Regions from separate parts of the Sus scrofa genome. Here regions 1 and 2 are each linked to region 3. A link is a contact called in public Hi-C and HiChIP or PLAC-seq data. All regions are on one chromosome and are shown on one strand. The core of a region is the stretch at or near the end of the contact, and the rest is flanking DNA. Distances in the headings are between cores, read along the strand shown. Region 1 holds the start of MRC1 (mannose receptor C-type 1). Region 2 overlaps MRC1 (mannose receptor C-type 1). Region 3 holds the start of HACD1 (very-long-chain (3R)-3-hydroxyacyl-CoA dehydratase 1).

Evidence for each region. Hi-C and Micro-C count contacts between places; a contact is called where the count stands out from the background. HiChIP or PLAC-seq counts read pairs in DNA pulled down with a chosen protein or histone mark.
Region 1: a contact with region 3 is called in an H3K27ac HiChIP or PLAC-seq map of alveolar macrophages. The contact joins the promoter of MRC1 here to the promoter of HACD1 in region 3. A contact is called at or near these places in 1 of 47 Hi-C or Micro-C datasets (embryonic fibroblasts) and 1 of 2 datasets of contacts at active chromatin or transcription factors (alveolar macrophages).
Region 2: a contact with region 3 is called in a Hi-C map of alveolar macrophages, with 6 times the contacts expected there. The contact joins the enhancer-like site here to the promoter of HACD1 in region 3. A contact is called at or near these places in 3 of 5 promoter capture datasets (fetal liver, fetal skeletal muscle and liver), 25 of 47 Hi-C or Micro-C datasets (adipose tissue, alveolar macrophages, blood and 14 more) and 2 of 2 datasets of contacts at active chromatin or transcription factors (alveolar macrophages and skeletal muscle).

Annotation. Positions count from the first base shown.
Region 1 is chr10:44,104,570-44,109,441 of Sscrofa11.1, forward strand. It overlaps MRC1 (mannose receptor C-type 1), which reads left to right and starts at 3,357. Exons shown (of 30, transcript NM_001255969.1): 1 at 3,357-3,510. The coding sequence starts at 3,450.
Region 2 is chr10:44,182,054-44,186,549 of Sscrofa11.1, forward strand. MRC1 (mannose receptor C-type 1) reads left to right here. Exons shown (of 30, transcript NM_001255969.1): 14 at 402-489; 15 at 2,537-2,681. Among named protein-coding and RNA genes, the nearest start is that of SLC39A12, 55 kb to the right of the region's middle. Within about 2 kb of position 3,223, at least 4 of the 83 cell types and tissues checked have an H3K27ac peak or open chromatin away from gene starts, as enhancers often do. A contact at or near this core is called in adipose tissue and alveolar macrophages, where this site is marked.
Region 3 is chr10:43,926,975-43,931,508 of Sscrofa11.1, forward strand. It overlaps HACD1 (very-long-chain (3R)-3-hydroxyacyl-CoA dehydratase 1), which reads right to left and starts at 2,467. Exons shown (of 7, transcript XM_013980233.2): 1 at 2,126-2,467. The coding sequence starts at 2,382.

The DNA.
Region 1 (4,872 bases), core at 2,107-4,606, 180 kb after region 3:
AAAATGCAGTTTAAAAGAAAGCCCAACTCCATTCTCTTGTTTGCAGATATTCAGTTTTCCAAATATCATTTGTTGAAAAAACTGTCTTTTCTGCCTTTAGTGGTCTTGGCATCTTTGTCAAAAATCAGGTGTCCACATATGTGAGGGTTTATTTCTGGGCTCTCTGTTCCATTCTCTTGGTCTTTATCTTTCTCCTATGCCAGTGTCACACTATTTTGATCACTGTAGCTTTGCAGTAAGTTCTGAAATCAGCAAGTATGCATTGACTCCTCCAACTGTGTTCTTTTTTAAAATTGTTTTGGCTACATAGGGTTTTTTGAGATTTCATATGAATTTTAGGATGGATTTTTCTATTTCTGTAAAAACTGTCATTGGGATTTTGATAGAGGTTGCATTGAATCTCTAGATTTCTTAGGATAGTATTGTCATATTAACAATTGATTCCCAAGTATTTTATTCTTTTTGATGCTATTGCAAGTAGAATTATTTTCTCGATTTCTTTTTCAGGTTTTTCATTATAGTATGTAGAAATGCAACTGATTTTTGTGCTTTGAATTTGTATCTTTCACTTTTTTTCCCTTTGTTTATTAGCTCTAGCAGTTTTTTGTTTGTTTGTTTGTTTGTTTTTGGGTAGAAACCTTAGGGTTTTCCCACATTAAAATCATGCCGTCTGTTGAAAGAGGTCATTTTACTTCTTTCTTTCCAATCCGAATGCTTTTCTTTATTGATTTATTTTTTTCTTGCCTAATCACTCTGGCTGGAACTTTCAGTACTATGTTGAATAGAAGTGGTGAATACAATTCAAAACAGTAATCAGCCTTCAGAACACACAAGTCTGATATCTGGAGGACAAGTTCCTTATTGTTCACCCTGGCTCCAGCAAGCTGCACCAATAGGTCTGCCACCTGCTGCAAAGAGGGAAGAATTGAGGATGGTAGCCACAAGTGAAAGGCTGGCATTCACTGACATTTACCAGCCTCTGCATCAAGTTCTCCACGAGATGCTCTGGGGTTTCTCCTAGAGTCTAGAGTTCCAAAATCGTTACCCCAGACAGTTTCTGCCCATTCAGTAGTTGTTACATTGAAATGATGGATTTCTAAGGTTTCCTATTCCACCCTCTTCTGTGCTATCACTCCCCAAAGAGCTGGATTTCTTTGCCTTGCTCTCCTCTTTTAGCCTACTGAATCTCTGTTTCAGTAAGTTCAAGGTCATGGAGTAAAAATAGTTTGTGGGACAACTGGCCTCCCTTTGTTTCAAAGTCATGGATTCTACCACTGATCCTGGTTGGCCATATGAGACATTTGTGTAATTTAAAAAACCCTGAATGTCCGAGTTCCCTGTTGTGGTGCAGCAGAAATGAATCTGATTAGTAACCATGAGGTTGCGGGTTTGATCCCTTGCCTCGCTCAGTGGGATAAAGATCTAGTGCTGCCATGAACTGTGGTGTGGGTCACAGATGTGGCTTGGATTCTGCATTGCTGTGGCTGTGGTGTAGGCCAGCAGCTGTAGCTCCCATTCAACCCCTAGCCTGGGAACCTCCATATGCCTTGGGTGTGGACCTAAAAAGCCGCCCTGCCAAAAAAAAACCCACAAAAAACAAAAAACCCTGAGGTGAGTATAGAGAGGTTACAAGAGATTTGTTTTCTTCTGAAATTAATATAAATTCAAATTAGGCCAAAACTTTTTTTTTTTTTTTTCCTTTTTACAGCTATACCCGCAGCATATGGAAATTCCTGGGCCAGGGGTAGAATGGGAGCTGCAGCTGCCAGCCTACGCCACAGCCACGGCAACTTGGATCCAAACTATATCTGTAACCTATACTGCAGCTCACAGCAATGCTGGATCCTTACCCTACTGAGTGAAGCTGGGGATTGAACCCACATCCTCACAGAGACAATGTTGGGTCCTTAACCTGCTGAGCCACAATGGGAAGTCCAGGCCAAACTTTTTGAGTTGATATAATCGAGTTACATTTAAAAACCAAGAATGGCTCATTTAAATATTTTTTTTCTCATGATAAATCAATGAAGCAAAGTTTTAGAAAGAAACATTTTGTTTCATCTACTCTGTTTGGTAACCAATTTTTTGTCAGAGAAGCACTGGCTTAACAAAAAAGAAACATTTTTCTTGTGTCCTACAGCTTCACCATCTTTCTCATCCTGTCCGAATAATCTTCTTAATTTTAGAATGCTTAAAAAAACCAGTAAGGTAACTATATAATTTTTCTCAGGAAGCAAAGTTTATAACATTATTGCAAAGACGGTGAATCTTGGGGAGCTTTCCACCTGAAGAAATAGTCTTCATTTAAAATTTCAAAAGATACAATGTTTCCAGCAGCTTCTTTTTGATTGGGTAACATTTCCCAAACTCCAGTTGGCCGTTGGCTATAGCATTACCAAAATCTGCTTCAAAATGGTCTTGATTCATGTTTTGCCTCTGAAACATAACAAAACATAGGTGTAGGGTTAATATGGTGCTTAATGAAAAAATCTGTTTCCAGGTTTTTTTTTTTTTTTTTTAAAGAAAGAGTTCCACCTCCGGTATAATGAATATACCTCTTTTTGACCAAATGAGCAGATTTTTCTCCTAACGAGAGGATCATTGCCAGTTTGAGGAGGATCGCTGTGGTTGAGGCAGTGAGGTTGTATTGCAAACCCCGCCACTATTTTCTCTGGCCATCTAGAGAACTCTCCAGAGGAAGACTTCTAGAAGTTTCTCCCTGCTGTTATTATTGAGATTTGTTCTTTGGGTTAGCCTTGATTTTACTTTTCTTTTGGCTAAAAGGAACAAAGCTCCATGGGAAGTTTGGTTGGAAGCTTTCTAAGAAAAAAGGGCTCTAAGCCCTGAACAGGGAGAGAAGGAGGGAGAATCCGTTTCAGCCCTGAAGACGTTTTCACCATAAATAAAACAGTCCCTTTAAGGCCTGCCTGTTTCTATCACATTCGGGGGGAGCATTCGTTGCCAAGGGGCTTCTGTTTCAGCTGCTTCCCAGAGGAAACCTCCGTTTTCCAGCCCAGGTAATGAATGGCCCCCCGCCTGCCCCCTACACAGCCACCTCCCAGAGGGGCTGCGAGGCCTGGTGCTGGGTCCCCTCTCCCCGTCCCCACAGGCCAGTCGGGCTCCTGATGGCTCCCCTTCCCCCTCCTGCCTCCCCTCTTCCTCATCCCTCTCCCACACATGCCCTCTCTCCCCTTCCTCTGCGTCTGTTCTCCTCCCAAGTTAGCTTACAAAGCAAAGCTGTAACTTTTGAATTCCTGTTTTTCCAACCACCCTCATGTGACAGGATATCTCCTTATTGGAGGTTTTCCCTAATTTCAGAAGCCCTTTAAAAGTGAGAGCTTCCTCCTCACTTCTTTTCAGCAGGGCGGTTCTGAGAAGGGAGGAGGTCCCCGCCTGGGTTCCCCAACTCCCTTCTCTTCACCAGCATCAGGAAAGGACCAGCTCGGGCCATGAGGCTGTCCCCGTGCCTGGCGTTCCTCTCTTTCCTTCCGGTTGCCCTGCAGCTCTTGGGTAAGTTGACTCTAAGGTAGAAGCCTTCGGATTTGGGGCCCGGAGCCTATGGCATCCCATCCCTTTGGGGTCAGTGTTAAATGGGTCCTTTCAACGTGCTGGTGAGGTGGTGGCAGAGCTCCCCGAACCCCCAGCTCTGCAAAAACATTCCTCTTGCTTCCCTGGCCAGGATAAAAACACCTGCTTCTCAGGTCAGAGGGGCTGCCTGCCCTGAACCCTGCAGAACCCTGGCTTCCTCCTCCTCTGTCCCCACTGTCCTTCCCCTGCTTTATTCTCAGAGCGGTTTCCTCTGTGGTCAGTGCTATGTCATTTTCAATTTCTATCGAACCCCCAATGCGCGTGCCTTCTAAGTGTTTCTGGCCTAAAGGAGGGTAGAGCTGGTGTCTCTCGTCATTGCCGGTCTAAGAACAAGATCCCAGGCCACCCCCCAAAAGGGTTTCCATGAGATTTTCATAACTCATCTCTTTTTTTCTCTGTGAACAACCATTTTCATCACGCCTAGAGTTTGGGGCTAGAATGTTTCTTCTTATCTGTGTTCTAAATTGTTCCTTCTCTGTATTCCGAGTTGTTTGTACTGATTGATTCCTGAGACTGAGGCACAGATCCAGAGCTTTTCAAATGTTCAAAGACATTCTGGAGTCTCTCTTTGCTACCTCTCTAGACTCCACCTGTTTACCCATAGCAGGAAGAGAGCCTGTAAGCATTTTGATTCCCAGTTCTCTTCTGAGATGAGCTAGAAGGGATTTTTAACTTTGGAATTTGTGGTTCCCCGTTGCCCTTCATTTCACCTACATGGGCAAACACTGTCTGTGCCCAGCCTGTGCCATTGTCCCTCCAGGCACTGCTGTGGAGGCAGCAGTGAAGGCATGGATAAAACAGAAACTCCATTTGAGTGTGCTCCCTGCCCCCGACAGTGGAGGCTTCCCAGCAAAGGCCAGCTCGCTCTGAGCATGAAGTGGTAGAGATTTTTTTAAAAAAACATGAGCGAAGGGAGAAGGGTTTGCACCAAGCCTCTGCGCAGAAGCTCGTGTGTGTGTGTGTGTGTGTGTGTGTGTGTGTGTGCGCGCGCGCGCACTTTTTAGGGCCACACCTGTGGCATATGGAGGTTTCCAGGCTAGGGGTCTAATCAGAGCTGTAGCCACCGGCCTACACCACAGCCACAGCAATTCGGGATCCAAGCGGCGTCTGCGACCTACACCACAGCTCACGGCAAAGCCGGATCATTAACCCACTGAGTGAGGCCAGGCAGGGACTGAACTTACAACCTCATGGTTCCTAGTCGGATTCATTAACCACTGCGCCACGACGGGAACTCCCAGCAGTGACTTTTTTTTAATTCCTCCTCCAGTAGAAACCAATGAT
Region 2 (4,496 bases), core at 1,973-4,472, 260 kb after region 3:
GTCCCTTAAGTACATATACCATATCCCAAATCCATGGGCACTTTTTGATGTAGTTTCACTTCTAAATGATTTAACTTTCTAGATTTAAATCCTGAGATGAATTGCCCTACAAAAGTATAAGCCACTCAATATATATCGTTAATGAATAAATGAAGGAGCATCTTTCACTGCTTTACAGTTATTCTCAAATCATTCTCAGTTGTTTTCAGGGTATTTTGGGGTTGTACCAAAATGCGTAACTGTTGTATCATGTTTATATTTAGTCCTTGAGTCCCTTTACCTGTGTAATAACTAACTTATGTTATTTGAAGTCATTTTCATATTTGATTAGGACGCATTGGTAACCACATTTGGTTCATGTAGTTCATAAGCTATCTTTATTTATATCTTGTATGTCACAGGGCTAGTGGAAGCTACCATGAACTGTTTTGGTTGGGATTGACCTATTCAAGTCCTTCTGAAGGCTTTACTTGGAGTGATGGATCTCCTGTGAGTAATTTGATTATATAGATCATATTTTTACTTTATCGTGTATTTCATTTGATGTTATCCTTTGGCTTAATCCATGTTTTTGGTAAGATAGGGTATTATGATAGCTAGAGACATGCTGTGCAAAAATAAATGCTCTTTGGGGATCATTGTCGTGTCCCTGCTCCCATATAGTTCTATTCACTCAAGATGTATCCAGGGTGGACTAGATGAAAAAATTAGGAAACTCATTCCTCTAGTTTATCTAAAATAATGTCTTCATTCTATCAGGCCCAATTGGTATGCAAGCTGCTAAACTTGTTAAAAATTGGGTGTTCTCTGACCTCTTCTAGGTCAGGAGGTGTGGAGACAACTTCTGATATTGTATTAAAAACCTTTAGGCTTGGTCGGACTTCTCATTATCAAGAATAGAAAAGTGAGAGGTTGTGGCACCTGCTGGCAACATTGAGCCCTGCAGTCACTGTAGCAAGTGATTTGGTGTCGTTTCAGTTTTCTGTTCTCTTACAGCCCATCACCAATTTTCAAGGCATGGGGGTAGGGTGGATTGTTTGATGGCTCCATTGACAACTTGGATTTTATATTTCAATCTCTAGAAAATAGATCATAATGCTTATTCTACAGCCTTACAGGCAATGATTCATTCTGAAAACTCCATAAGGAACCTACTCTCAGCCCTCCATTTATTCCTGCTGTGCCTTTTCATAAAGTTTGGTAGCTATGTTGACACTTTTCTTAAGTCTTTGTCTTTCATAAAAAGACCCAATTATATTTCTTTTTTTTTTTTTTTCTTTTTATGGTCGCACCTGTGGCATATGGAAGTTCCTGGGCTAGGGGTTGAATTGGAGCTGCAGCTGCAGGCCTACACCACAGCCACAGCAACGCTGGATCTGAGTCACATCTGTGGCCTGTGCCACAGCTTGCATCAAAGCCGATCATAGCCTGCAGAGCGAGGCCAGGGATCAAACCTGCATCCTCATGGACACTATGTCGGGTTCTTAACCTGCTGAGCCATAGTGGGAACTCCCTAATTATGTTTCTTCATCCTACCACTCCAATGAAAAAAACGTTTCCAGCATCACTGTGAAATAGTTCCCTTTAGGAAGGAGTTACACAGTTAGAAACTCCCAGCAATGAGAAGTGGTACTTTTTCCCCCAGATTTTTCCTGTATACAAATCCCACTTTCATGGCCCCTGGATTCATTCTCTTTCATAAGAAGAGTAGGAATTCCCATTGTGATTCAGCAGTAACAAATCTGACTAGTATCCATAAGGATTCAGGTTCAATCCCTGGCATTGCTCAATAGGTTAAAGATCAGTGTTGCTGAGAGCTGCTGCGTTGGTCACAGACACAGCTTGGATTCACCGTTGCTGCAGCTGTGGTGTAGGCTGGCAGCTACAGCTTTGATTTGACCCCTAGCCTGGCAACTTCCTTATGCCACAGGTGTGGCCCTAAAACCCAAAAGCCAAAAGCCAAAACCAAAACCCAAAAAACCAAACCAGGAGTTCCCGTCGTGGCTCAGTGGTTAACGAATCCAACTAGGAACCATGAGGTTGCGGGTTCGATCCCTGGCCTCGCTCAGTGGGTTGGGGATCCGGCGTTGCCTTGAGCTGTGGTGTAGGTTGTAGACGTGGCTCAGACCCCGCGTTGCTGTGGCTCTGGCGTAGGCTGGCGGCTACAGCTCCGATTCGACCCCTAGCCTGGGAACCTCAATATGCCGCAGGAGCGGCCCAAAGAAATGGCAAAAAGACAAAAACAAAAAACAAAAAACAAAAACAAACAAAAAAAAACCCCAAACCAAACCAAAAAACCCAGGAAGAGTAAAGAACATTTTGGAATAATTAATAACATACTCTATTCAAGTTACCATGTAACGAAGGTTATTTAGTTATTTCTTTCCCAGCTGTGTTCATAAACCTGGTTTTCAAAGCAAACGTATTATGAAAAAGAGTACATGTGATTAAAAAATGTAAACTTTCCTTTTGTGTTTGGCTAGACGTTGGCCTGATAGAAATGGCTCACGATTGTAATGTGATGTTTCTCACGTAGGTTTCCTATGAAAACTGGGCTTACGGCGAACCTAATAATTATCAGAATGTTGAATACTGTGGCGAGTTGAAAAGTGACGCTGGTATGTCCTGGAATGATATTAACTGCGAACATCTTAACAACTGGATTTGCCAGATTCGCAAAGGTATGATAACCCGCCCTCTCCTTCATCTCAGATTGGAGAACTGCCTTCCGGAGATTCCGGGATCTTCCCCTTGTTAGCAGAACCACACAAACAAAATAACAAAATCAGGGAACTGGCAGGGGGTCATCATTTCACAGGATAAGGATGAAGTTGCTGAGCAGAGATAAATGTTCCAAAGGAACAGAAGATCAAAAGGCCACCCGGGAATCCTGGACAAGAGTCACGTCCTCCAAAATAGTTCCCACAAGCCATGTCCCAGCGCAGGTTCTGGAGTCCAGCGAGTGGGTGGGTGTGCTCCATCTAAGCAGAGTCATGAGCCAGTGATTTCTGTTGGGGATTTTCACCCTCCGACCTCTGGTAGTCATCCAGCAGGTGAATGTGCTCCTCAGTCTGAATGTGCTGAATGCTCATTTCTCTAGGAAACAGTCAACCAAAGAGCGGGGTACCTTTTGTGGCCCCTGATTGCTGGGAGACTCACTATGTTATCAGTGGCCAACAATGGTCAATGCATACTTAGCATTCAGGGTTTATGACTCAGAAACTTCCACATTTTGCAGTTCCCGTTGTGGCTCAGTGATTCATGAACCTGACTAGTATCCATGAGGATGCAGATTTGATCCCTGGCCTCGCTCGATGGGCTAAGGATTCGGTGTTGCCATGAGCTGTGGTGTAGGTTGAAATCGTGGCTGTGATCCTGCATTGCTGTGGCTGTGGCATAGGCTGGTGGCTGCAGCTCCAGTTCCACGCCTAGCCTGGGAACATCCATATGCTGCGGGTGTGGCCCCAAAAAGACAAAGAAAGAAAGTTCCACATTTCCAAATCATGCATGGAGGGCAGAGGAGTCAGTTTCTTCTGCTAAGATAAATGGAACAGACGCCCCCTACCCTTACGCCTGAACCCAAATAGACACCAGCTTCCTCCTTTGTAAACAGATAAACGGAACTACATCGCCCTCTGCTGTCAGGGAACTTTATCGCCCTCTGCTGTCAGGGAACCTTGGCCACTGTTTCTAGCTCTATTGCTAAAGATACTCTGTTGCACTTCTGGTGTCTCTCTGCTTATTTTCCTTCTACTTAGATGCCTGCTTCCAAAACAGCTGCCAGAATGGAAGTTCTCATTCTGGCTCAGCAGTAAGGAATCCGACTGGTACCCATGAGGACGAGGGTTTGATCCTTGGCCTTGCTCAGTGGGTTAACGATCCAGCATTGCGGTGACTTGAGGTATAGGTCACAGCCTTGGCTTGGATCCTGTGTGGCTGTGGCTGGACCAGTTACAGCACGGATTTGACCCCTAGCCTGGGAACTTCCATATGCTGTGGGTGTGGCCCAAAAAAAGAAAAAGAAAAGACACAAGTTGTCAGAATGGAGGAATAAATAGTGGCCAATTTTTCTTTAATGTTCCCTCTTATCTACCAAGGACTAGTTGTATTGTTAGTAGGTCTATTAGCATAGATACACATTAAACCAAAAGCTAGGAAACTTTTATTAGATCCCAACAAAGTCCAGGTATATCATTAATTTCTTGGAAAGAAAAAGATTTCATTTAACTTTTCATAAAACATACATTTAGTACGAATAAAGGGTTTTTTGTTGTTGCTGTTGCTGTCGTTTTTGTCATTTTAGGGCCACACCCATGAGATATGGAAGTTCCTAGGCCTACACCACAGCCAAAGCCAACTCAGGATCCAAGCCGCATCTTCAACCTATACCACAGCTCACAGCAACACTGGATCCTTAACTCACTGAACGAGGCCAGGGATCGAACCTACCCATGTCCTCGTGGATAGTGGTCAGGTTCGTTACTGCTGAGCCATGA
Region 3 (4,534 bases), core at 1,217-3,716:
CTTTAAACAGAGATGAAAATGGCATGGGACCTTCTCGACACAAGAGGGAGACAAGTTTCGCGGGAGCAGTGGTTTGTGAGCCAGGGAGGGAAGGTTAGGGATGAAGTGAGGGAACATTTAAGTCCATTCCAGGTGGGGTAAGAGACCCAGAAAACTTCAAAGAGGTGGCTTGGTTAGAAGTCACCAGAGGACGACAGGGAATATTACCCAGAATGATTATCAGCCTGAGCAAAGATGGAGAGAGCCACGAAAACAAAATTGCATGGTGTTTTGAGGGCAGGGTGAGATATTGGAGATTTCAAAAGCAATAAAACTGGAAAGGGGAATCGGGGAGATAATGCAAAGAGCCTTGAAGGACAGACAGCCAAAAATCCCTTCCATTACAGCGGAGGTTAATGGGGTGTCACCCAAAGCTTTAAACCAGAGTTATGCATCGAGTCTCATTTTTTCAAAGGTAACCTGGCCTTCAAAAGGGAGAGTGTTCTGGAAAGGAAAGGGACAGCAGACCATTAATAAATGGCAGGTGTCCCCAAGTGTTTATTAATTGGATGAGATTAGCAGAGAGGAGAGGGAATTTTTCAGCCTCCAGGTTATCGAAAGGCTGCAGCACACAGTGTGTCTTCAACGGTTCTCCAGTAGCTCTGAATATATTAGTTTTCTCTTTCAAGATCTGTTGTACAGCACAGGGCTCTCTAATCAATATTCTGTGATAATCTTTATTGGAAAAGAATCTGAAAGAGAATGGATATAATACAACTGAATCCCTTTGCTCTACAGCAGTAATTAACACATTATAAATCAACTATACTTCAATAAAACTTCTTAAAAATCGCGAAATTTAATAGTGTAAAAAAGTAGTAGTATGGCTCCAGAGTCAGTCTGTCTGCGCTGAAATCCAAGTCTCACTCTTGCGGTTGTGTGAACTTGAGCAAGCTACTTAGCGTGTTTGTGCCTCAGTTTCCCATTCTACTAACTGTAATATCCTGCAGCCCTCAGAGGTTTGGAGAGGGTCAAAAATGTCCCTTACGTTTCAAGTAACAGACCCTGTGCCTGGCACACAGAATTTCCAATAAATGTTAATATTTTTAACCAACTATAATTAATATGAAGCACAAAATAGGTATTCAGTGCTGTGTCAAATCATTTACTAAATCTTTGTCAATCACCTTTTTCTACAAGCCCTAGAGAAGTTTAACTTCCCCCACATTTATACAAGTTAATAATAATTTCATGAGACAACAGGAAAATAACTTTTTTAAACGGCAATGCCATTTAGACACCGGAAAGCATTTTCCCAAGCAGGTTTTGAAAAGCGGTGGACCCAAGCCACTGTGAGAGCTCTTTGCAGTGATAGTCATTGTGTAACCTTAACTTGTAAGTCACACTCAAAGCCAGAAATAAAAGTACAGCCTATCTGTCATGGAGCCCTCAAGATGCTGGACACAAGTGCCATGCTCCGATAAGGTAGGGTTTTTGAAAATCGACCCAAGTAAGAAGCTGTCGGGCTCACTATTACTTAAAAAAAAAAAAAATGCGATGATATGAACCTTTAGGAACACTCTGCCCAGAGATCGGGAGCACAAGGAAATTCACTCCAGAGGCCAGGGGCCGAGGAAGCGGGTTTGGGCCACCGGCCGGGCAGCTTTGGGCTCCGGGGTGGCGGGACCCGGCGTTTGTGCACCAGGAGCTGCAGCAGCGGCGGCGCCCGGTGTGGCCGGGCCCGAGCCGCCTCCCCCGCGAGTCGGCCCCGCATTCCTGCCCGGGTCTATACTTAACCTCCGGCCCGCGCCCCGCGGCCGCCGCGCCACACCGTGCACCGTATTAGGCAATGCCCGGGAAGCAGGGCCCCGGCCCCCCCCGCCGCCCCCCGCGCGCCCCGCTCCGCTCCATTCAAGCCCGGCGACGGTGGCGGCGTAGGCGACAGCGCCCCTCCCCCACGGCCGCCACCCGCTCCCCGTTCCTACACCGCGACCACCCGGCCGCCCTGGACGCACGCGCACAGGCGCCCCCGGCCCGCTAGGCGACCCCTCCAGGGAGCCCAGCGCCCCACGCCGCCCCGCCGGCGGCCGGAGCGCGGAATGTCGGGGGGCAGCGGCGCGGGGAGGGCCCTTCGGGGCGCACGTACCCCGCGGTCATAGCGATGTTGTAGAAGGTGAGCCAGGTGGTGGCCAACAAGCCCAGGCGCCTCCTCTTGCCCGCGGCCTCCCTCTCCTCGCCGGCCTCGGAGGAGCCGCCGTTGGCGCCGTCCTCCTCGCTGGACGCCATGGTGGCCGCGCACCCGGGGGAGGTGGACGACAGGGGCAGGGGAGTGGGAGGGGGCCCGGCCGAGCGCGCCTCTGAAGCGCCGCCGCCCGCTGCCGCCGCCTCTGTCAGGCGCCCCATGTGCCGCGCGCAGGGGGCTCAGTGCCGCCAGCCCGGCCGCCCGCAGTGGGAGGGGCGGGCGCCCCCGGCCACCGCCCCGCCCCTCCCGACCCCCCGTCCCGGGTCCTGCCCACTCCGCCCCCGGTCCTGCCCACGGCCTGCGGGAGCGCGCGTCGCGTGGGGACCGGGCCGCCGGGCCTGGGCGCGGGGGCGCGAGCCCTTAGGTATGATCTGGAGGCTGCAGTGCCGTTTCCGCTTTCGGGAAAACCTCCGCCTTGCTAGCCTGCGGAACCCACTGTTAGACACATCGGGGCTTCTCGACACTGGCGACGGGGGCCCTGCTAGTGCATTTAGTGGAAATACACCTGGACTTGACCGGGCCCCGCCCAGGCTTTGCAGAGATTGTTTGTGGAGAGGGACGGTGGTAGCTTCCCGCCAAAGACTCTTTCTTAAGAGGTTCTGGGGAAGAAGCGCCCACTTCACCATTTTCCCTGCCTGTAGGGCATGTATGGGGACGAGGGGCCCGCAATCAAATTGTCCCACCTGCGTGGATTGCACTGGAGCCAGTGTTCTAAGGGCATTGAGTGCTAGGCAGCGCGGGATTGGGGGGTGGGCGGATAAGAGGGAAGCTGGAGGAAACAGGACATGACGAGACACCGAAGGAGGAAAGTTTGAACAGGTAAAGACAATCGACAGATATAAGGCTAAGAAGACGCTTTCTTGCAGGAAACGTGATATCCCACTGTTATCCATTCTCTCGCTCTCTCTCTTTTTTTTTTTTTTTTCCTACAATCTTCCTCCAAACATACATGCCTTTTCCTAAGAGCTCTTTTCTCTTTCCCCTTAAAGCACACAGTTAAGAAGGCAGGCTCTGGAGTCAGATTACTGAAATTCAAACCCTAAATTCCAAGCTCCACCAGTCTTAGTAGCTGCCTGAGCTCGGGCAACTAAATCGCTCTTATGCCTCAATTTCCTCTACCGGGATCATTTAAAAACCGGCCTCATGGGGTTGTGAGATTTAAGCACTTCCAGGCCTGGAACCGTTTGAGTCACCTGCAAATCAGTGTGTTAGCACGATTGTGGCAACTCGGATCTCCGTTGATTCAGTGAAGGAAAGTCTGCACCAGGCCAGGGAAGCGATCAGCTTCTTGGGTTGTCCTGGAACCTGAGCCTGGCCTGGGGCCAGGGACCACAACCAAAGACCACAGGGACCTGAGTCCAGGAAGCTCCTCTGTGTGGAGAGTCATCTCCAGGTGAATGAGAGGGTCCAGAGCACAGCAAAAGGAAGAAAGTTGTACTTGGTGCACCTGGCTCTGGGCACCTCCCCTAGGCTGCACTACCAGCCCCATCCGGGGATCTTAGATAATTTTGAGGAAGACCGGAAGACATTCCAATAGGGGAGGGGAAGTCTGAGATGTGGCTGGGAAAAAATACTGGCTGCAAATTGTTCAAATTTGATGAAAACTATGACCTGTTTTTAAAGGCATTCACGCTGGGAAATCAGTAAAACTATTTGCAAGTGACAACGTTGTATTCTTAGAGAAGCCTAAGGAATCCATAGAAAAGCTGCTGGAACTCGTTGCAGGATACAAGATCAGTGTAACAAAAATCAATCCTTTTATATGCTGTAGAAAAGGTAGGAATTTAATGTAAAACTATCTAATGCTTATCGGGATCCCAAAACATGAAATATAGAGGGATAAATTTAACAAAACATGTGCAAGACTTGTGCGCTAAACACTATAAATCACCATCAAGGGAAAGTAAAGACCTAAATAAATAGCTATTCCATGTTCATGAACTGGAAGTCCCAAATTATTAAACTAAATTTTCCTCAAATCCCAGCAGAATATTTTTTAATTTGACAAGATAACTCTTAAATATTTACAGAAATGTATAGGAAGAACAAAGTTGGAATACATACATACATACCTGTTTTCAAGACTTTGTATAAAACTGCAGTTTACAAGACAATGTGGTAGGCGCAAGGACAGACATACGGACCAATGAAGAGAGTCCAGATCTCCGTACGTATGGTCAACGGATGGTCAACAAAGATGCAGAGGTAAGCCTTTTTAATAAGGTGCTGAAACAACTGGATGTCCACATTAGAAGAAAAAAAAGACCTTGACCCTTGCCTCACAGACGAGTGTTGAATTGATATGGATCATAA